2 separate regions of the Sus scrofa genome follow, and region 1 is linked to region 2. Evidence: chromatin contacts called from public HiChIP or PLAC-seq data. All regions are on one chromosome and are shown on one strand. The core of a region is the stretch at or near the end of the contact, and the rest is flanking DNA. Distances in the headings are between cores, read along the strand shown. Region 1 holds the start of LTB4R2 (leukotriene B4 receptor 2). Region 2 holds the start of MDP1 (magnesium-dependent phosphatase 1).

Region 1 (3,761 bases), core at 1,047-3,546, 100 kb after region 2:
CTCAGCCCAAGTAGAATTTCTCCAAGCATGGGTGACTGACTGCATGGCAAAACTAAACATGAATGGTTCCCTTTGCAGGGGAGCGGAACCAGGAGCTGATAAGAGACCCTTTTGGCCACCATGTGGCTCGAAATGTGGCCCTGACTACCTTCCTGAAGCGTCGAGAGGCTTGGGAACAGCAGCAGGGAGCAGTGGCCAAGCGGAGGCGGGCCTTGAGCTCCATTCTTGAAGACTGAAGCCTCTGGATCGAACTGGGTGTTGATGGGGGAGGGGGGAAAGGAGTACCTATCCTGTCTCATTCCTAGTTTAAACCGGAGTCAAAAGTCTTACTGATAAACACTTTTATATTTTTATTGAAAGCACCTTTGTTATTTTGGGGAGGAAGGATACAGAGAAATAGCGATCTCAAGGTAGAGGAGCTTAGGGACAGGAGGAGTCATAAGGACCTCTAGGTATAGCAGCAGTCAGGGTGGGATCCAGGTGTCCGGGGACAGGCTGTGGTCTTTCAGGGAGCAGGAGACTGGAAAGGTGGCCAGGAGGCATAAGGTGGGGGTATAGGACATTATGCTGATGGGGCCTGTCCCATAGGATTGAGGGACAGTGGGGAAATCAGGTGAGTTACTGAGCCTGCACTGTCTGAAGGCCCCCAAACTTGGTGTTGTCACAATCTGTCTCTTGGAATGAGTCTAGAGGCAGAAGGTCAGAGCTCCTGCTCAGTAGGGGTGAAGGTGACCCTTTTGCTGCCACTGCTCAGCCCCTTCCACTGCATGACGAATGGTGGAGGAAATTCCCAGCAAGACGTGGCCCAGGCCTTGCAGCAGTGCGGAGGCCCATCGGAGGAGCTCCCTGAAGGGCAGAGACCGGAGGAAATCAGATGGGTGGGGAAACCTGGGGGCCCGTGGAGAGCTATCTGGGTAAGGGAGTGCAGGGGAGGGAATCACAGGGACTGGATAGGGATGGGGAGATGTGACATGTTGGTCTCTGACCTGAGTATTTTCTTTGGGCCGAGTCCTTGGATGTCACAACTCATGGAGTAGAGCCCGTAGAATGTGGCTTTGATGTTCAGGCTGCCAAAGAGGTCTCGGGGGTTTTGCTTGTATACGTCAAAGGTGATGCAGGCGATGTCCTGGCTGTGCTTGGGCTTCTCCCGGCCCAGGCCATATGACAGCACCCCACTCTGTTGCCAAAGCAGGGCAACGGACCCTCACATACTGACACCCACCACTAATCCCATCAGCACTGGGACAGACCCACCCTTGCCTGGACTGTTCATCTACTAGACAGAGTCCTTGACAACTCCTCACCTCTCCCATGCCCCTGCCCCCAAGATCAGGGTTAGGCGAGAGAAGAGCCTTGGAAGAGATATAAAGGGTCAGTGGCCTGGAGCAGCCCCAGTGAGGGTCTCTCACCTTCCTGGGCCTCCATTTCTGTCCCAACTCCAGCACCATCAGGCATGTGTCATCCTCCAACAGCTGGAAGAAGTCCTCGCTCTCCACCATGGTCCCGTCCTCCTCAAGCACCAGTGTTAACACTCCATTCAGCATCAGAGTCCCCAGCGCCTACCCGGAGGCCAGAAGGAGGAAGGAAGGGGCAGAGCTTTTCCCACGCCCCTCCCCTGTCCAGCTGCCCAGCACCCAACTCTCCTTCCTGGTGCTTTGCCATCCCTTCAAATGGTTCCAGCTCATGGTGTTCTTTAGTTGTTGGGGGTTGCTCACCCAGGGCTGTCCTTTTCCTGTTAGTTCCTGCTTTGCTCCTACCACGTCACTGTCATCTCTCCCAGCTTCCCTCCACGCCATGCCTACTGGTTTGGAATTGAAAAGCCAGCCAGTTTCTCTTGAATGGTTATAGGCATTATGCTGAAGGGGCTTGTCACAATGGAGTCTTATCTCTAGTGTCCCACCTTCCTCTCCCTAACCCTCACAGAGTTCTCCAGAACTCTTTCTGGAAAGATCTTTTTGAATCTCCACTAGTGTCAAATATCTGTGTATCAACAGCCCTAGGGGGGTAGTTGTATTATTGTTCCCTTTTTACAGATGAAGAAACTGAAGTTTTGATATGTTGAAAAACTTCCCAGGGTTTGACTCAAGGAAGCCACAGATTCAGGGTTTTGAATTTGATACAAATTGCCATTCCATACCGAGTTCTAAAATCCATCCCTCCAACTCTCCCTACTCCTTCCCCATCCCCAAAGAAAAGCCTGTTCCAAAAAAAAAAAAAAACAAAACAAAAAAAAGGCGAAGTGACCCAAACAGCAGAAACCATTGGGTTCACACCCCTGCTTTTAGCCCTCAGAGGGAGGGGCAGCCCTGTCAGCCCTTTCTGTTCCTTTTTGTTCTTTATCTCAGGCTCTCGTTCTTCATCAGCCCCTTGGCTGTCCCTGCATTTGGAACCCAGGGACTTGGCTCACTTGCCTTGTCTAGCAGTTCCTGGCGGGTGGCGGCTGTCAGGCCTTTCCGGGTGGTCCGCTTGTGATCACAGATACGGAAAGGTCGCTGGGGTGGTGGAGTGGAGGTCCAGACCTTACGGCCTAAGTCGGAGCTCATGTTGGATACTGACCTGGTAGGTGAGAAGAACGATCAAGGAGGAGTGAGGGGTTCAGTGAGTGTGGTGGGTTGATGGGGGTGGGGTAACTGGAGAGTTAGGAAGGTTGGGAGGGAGGGATCTAGATTTGCAGATTAAAGTAGCCTAGGGGAGTCCCCACTATGGCACAATGGGATCGATGATCAGCCTCTTGGGAGCTGGGATGCAGTTTCATCCTTCCCTGGCACAGTGGGTTAAGGATCCCTCAGTTGCCACAGCTGCGGTTTGGGTCTCAACCTTGACTCAGATCTAATCCCTAGTCTGGACGCTCCAGGGTGGCCAAAAAAAAAAAAAAAAAAAAGTATCCCAGGGAGAGAACTTGGAGTTGGGGTAGGGGTTGGTTCAGGAGCTGGACAGACCTTTTGCTGCAAGTGGGGGCAGGAAGGGGAAGGGGTACAAATTCCAGAGCTTCCTGGGGGCTGAGTGGAGTGTTGTGGCCCTGCCCGTATCCCTAGAGATGGAGAGTGAGAGGAGGGTTATAAATCACCTGAGCAGGCCGCTGGGGTTCAGGGCAGAGAGGTACTCCATGGTGGAGGGAAGGAGCCTAAGAGTGGCCCGTCCTGGGAGTTCTGGGCTGGGTGGTTCTGCACTGGTTGGAGCTGAGCGCTGGCGTTTTCTGTTACAGACCCGGGATTTCAGCCCCGGTGAGGTGGGGGATGAGTCAGTCAAGCCCGGACTCTGCCCCCACACCTGGCCAGTAAGAAGGGCAAAGTCCAAGGGGAGGGAGGAGGGGAAGGGCCGAGATCTGGCCCAGAGGGGCCTGGGAAAAGCCATGGAAGTTTGTGTGTGTCACTAGTGGTAGTGTGTGATGTGAGGGTTAAATGGGAACTATTCGAGAGGATGGATTGTGATCTCTGGTGTTTTTCTTTATATGGAGGGAATTTCTAGGGACAGTTTCTAGTTCCCAACCTGTGAAAGCTGCACTGGAGATTTGCTCTGTACGTGCTGCCACCTACTGAAAAAGCCATGAACTGCAACATCAGGAAAAGGGAGTCCCAGCAGAGGATGGGCGGGGCTTGGAGAAAATAGGTGAGGCAGTGCACCTGGGTGGGGTGTGAGGGGAAGATGAGTCCTGATCCATGGATCCAGAATTACTAGGATCCTATCTGGGACCCTGGCCTTCCTACTTTCCTGCTCTTCCCGCTGTGGTCTAGGGGAGGGGCTGGCTTTCAACATTTCTC
Region 2 (3,408 bases), core at 168-2,667:
CCTCCAAAGAGGCTCATCCACAAGACTGGACCTCAGAGTCCAGCCTGGGCCTTTGCAAACACCTCTAATCCTTGAGTTAGGGTCTGAAGGTTCATTCCATTCTGGACATGAACACAGGCAACACCTAGAAAGAAAAGAAGCCACATTTCATCAGGCTTATTGTGACTGACCTCTTTGGGGTGTCACATGCATGCAAACTATCCATTCAGTACATAGCTACCTAACCCTTTCCCTCTTAGGAACCTTTCTTCTCACTCCCCAAACGGCTATCCTCACCACTCAGTACCTAGTTTGCTGACGTCTACAATATTCCGCTTCTCATCATCAAAGAAGATCATCTGGGAGAAAGGAACTCCAGTTTTCCGATGCAACCTGTGCAAGACAGGCAGTGGTTGGGGTGGGTAATAACCTCAATGGCTTCTTAGCTCTTCCAGCCTTTCTGGTTTTCTCTCTCCCTGCTTCTCCCCTTATGTCCGTGTACCTCTCAAAGTGCGTGACCTTGCTGCCTGGATAGATTTCCCGATGAACAAAATGTCTGACCAGGTCGAAGAGCTCCAGCAGCTGGTTGGCTCCTTCAACCTCACCTGTCCTGCAAAAAGGCATAGTAGGTGGGATCAGGAGAGTGGAAGGCCAGGGCTGCAAGGGAAGTTATGTGTAACCTGGGGGAAACTGACTTGCTATTCTTCCAGCATGGGTAGACACCTTGGCCTTTATTCAACTCCATATCCTTCCTATCTGACAGAGGTGGCACTGAGCCAGTAAACAAAAGGCACAGGAGTGGGTACAATTCGGAAAATATGGAAATACCTTCAAATTTGGACCACCTAAATTTTTGTAGCCAAGGGGTTACACGGTAAGTCTGCCTGTGCATGCATTTGTCAGCATTACACGGACAGTATTTTCAGATGCTCTTCTTACCGTGAAGCTGCCGCGACGGGAACCCCCAGGCCCTGCAATCTTTCCAGGACCTCAGGCACCTCTGGGTACAGTCGGACGGTTTGGCCGCGCCTGTCTCGTATAGTTCCATCACTGGAGAGGGAGAGAGGGCGATCAGCTCCCGCAGGGCTCTGCCCGGCCCCAGGCCTCCTGGGCCCTGTCTCACCTGCTCTTGTGGAACGGGGGGTCTACATGCGTGTCCACCCAGAACGGCCAGAGCGTGTAATCTACGAGGAAGGAGGGGGAGGGCTCAGCCTGAGCGGGCGCAGGGCCTCGAGAGCAGCAACTGGGGTTGGAGAAAGAGAGCGCCAATCTGAAACTCTCCCCAGTCCGGTCCCTCACCCAGATCGAAGACTGCGAGCTTTGGGAGACGCTCCATGACTCGCGTCGGCAAGATGCACGCCCCGAGGCTGGCTGGGCTTTCTCTTGCGGCTTGGCGGTCAACCGGCTGACCTTAGAGAAGCGTTGACTAGAGCGTCGCCAAGCGGGGCTGGGGCGGTCGGCCCGGAGACAGCGCAGGAGCGCCTTCTGGTGGTGGAGGGGGAAGAACCGCAGCAAAACTCCAACGCAACTGCTCACAGAACCGCAGCGGTCCTCAAGACTCTTCAAGGGATTTTCTTCCTTCTTCTCCACCCCACCCGGCCTCGCCAGCTTCTACTGAACTAGAGGAGCCAAGGAAGGGGAGCCCATTCTGCTGGCTCTCTTTTTATCTCACAGAGATCCATCACAGCTTGTCACTTACTTTCCCTAATGAATCTCTCCACTGTACAGAACCCAGAAGCCTCAGCAATATTCCAACCGTAAAAGCCCCCCTCTTTTGTCTTCTTAGGGCCACGCCCACGGCACATGGAGGTTCCCAGGCTAGGAGTCCAGTCGGAGCTGTTGCTGCTGGCCTATGCAAGAGCCACAGCAATGCCAGATCTGAGCCACCTCTTGACCTACTCCACAGCTCATGGCAATGCCGGATCCGTAACCCAGTGAGTGAGGCCGGAGATCAAACCCGCAAGCTCATGGTTCCTAGTTGGATTCGTTTCCGCTGTGCCATGAAGGGAACGCCTCTCGGGGCCTTTCTTTTTTTTTTTTTGGTCCTGTTGTTGTTGCTATTTCTTGGGCCGCTCCCTAGGCATATGGAGGTTCCCAGGCTAGGGGTCTAATCGGAGCTGTAGCCACCGGCCTACGCCAGAGCCACAGCAACGCGGGATCCGAGCCGCGTCTGCAACCTACACCACAGCTCACGGCAACGCCGGATCATTAACCCACTGAGCAAGGGCAGGGACCGAACCAGCAACCTCATGGTTCCTAGTCGGATTCATTAACCACTGCGCCACGATGGGAACTCCGCCTCTCGGGGCCTTTCTTGAACCAGGCTCAAATAAATGTTCAGTAGGGTCACAGTGGGAGAAAATTCACTCTCCTGTTTTCTACCACCCACATCAGTAGGATGCTGACGGATATGTAATCGCCAGTTTGGGGAGAAGGACTTATTTGTACCATCAACTTCTATAAGTATTTCTACCATGGCCAATACCAAGCTGCCAACATTAAGTCACCTAATGTGGGATTGGGAAGAGGTGTCAACAATTACCTATGGAGCAGGTAAGAGCTGGCTCCAGCACGTCATTGAGTGTAGGTTTTCATAGAGTCTGATAACCCCTCTAAGTGCACATTCCCTTCCATTGTCCTGCTCTTTCAGCCTGGTGTAACTGGGAGTGCATTGGATCCTTTTTTTGCTTTTAAGGGCCATACCCGAGGCATATGGAGGTTCCCAGGGTAGGGTTCCGAATCAGAGCCACAGCTGCCAGCCTATACCACAGTCACAGCCACATCAGATCTGAGCCGCATCTGCAACCTACACCACAGCTCAAGGGAACACCCAATCCTTAATCCACTGAGCAAGGTCAGGGATTGAACTTGCAACCACACGGTTCCTACTCGGATTCGTTTCCACTGCACCATGACGGGAACTCCAATGTTGGATCCATCTTGATTTCAGTCATATTTGTGCAACAGAAGAAAGATTCTAGGAGGCCAGGAAATATTTTATTGACAACCTGGGACATAGCCATAAGGGAGGGAAGCACACAGGACTGCAAACTAAAACCCAACAGCCAGCAAAGGCCCTTTGGGTCAGGAACACTGCATCCTGGGGTCCTCACAGTCTCCCACCAGTAGACACACAAGACTGGGCATCCAGGAGAGGGGGGCGGTGGCTCTGGTGTCCCACAGAGTGAGAGGATATATGATGCCTCATTATGAGTGACAGGGCAAGGAGGTAAAATGGAGGGGGGGGGGTCCATCACTGCCTAAGACCACCTCCTCCTCTCAGAGCCAACACCAGGTGGAGGACGGAGCCACCCAGTATCTTGTAATCAGCTGCTGTCTTCTCATCGTTCCTGCAGGATGGGGGGAAAAAAGCATTAGAAATACCTTCTAGAGCAGGGCTCCTAACCTGGGTTTTTTGGGTGTCTCTGG

Evidence for each region. HiChIP or PLAC-seq counts read pairs in DNA pulled down with a chosen protein or histone mark.
Region 1: an H3K27ac HiChIP or PLAC-seq map of alveolar macrophages shows a contact between it and region 2. The contact joins the promoter of LTB4R2 here to the promoter of MDP1 in region 2. A contact is called at or near these places in 1 of 47 Hi-C or Micro-C datasets (embryonic fibroblasts) and 2 of 2 datasets of contacts at active chromatin or transcription factors (alveolar macrophages and skeletal muscle).

Annotation. Positions count from the first base shown.
Region 1 is chr7:74,982,346-74,986,106 of Sscrofa11.1, reverse strand. LTB4R2 (leukotriene B4 receptor 2) reads left to right here and starts at 2,296. Exons shown (of 4, transcript XM_021099204.1): 1 at 2,296-2,559. CIDEB (cell death-inducing DFFA-like effector b) reads right to left here and starts at 3,166. Exons shown (of 5, transcript NM_001112688.1): 1 at 3,068-3,166; 2 at 2,412-2,556; 3 at 1,410-1,559; 4 at 987-1,177; 5 at 644-846. The coding sequence starts at 3,108. The coding sequence ends at 714. It overlaps NOP9 (nucleolar protein 9), which reads left to right. Exons shown (of 10, transcript XM_001927718.4): 10 at 79-359. The coding sequence ends at 236.
Region 2 is chr7:75,085,452-75,088,859 of Sscrofa11.1, reverse strand. It overlaps MDP1 (magnesium-dependent phosphatase 1), which reads right to left and starts at 1,417. Exons shown (of 6, transcript XM_003128546.4): 1 at 1,279-1,417; 2 at 1,103-1,163; 3 at 919-1,029; 4 at 482-589; 5 at 287-372; 6 at 1-124. The coding sequence starts at 1,315. The coding sequence ends at 33. It overlaps NEDD8, which reads right to left. Exons shown (of 4, transcript XM_003128544.4): 4 at 2,955-3,329. The coding sequence ends at 3,233.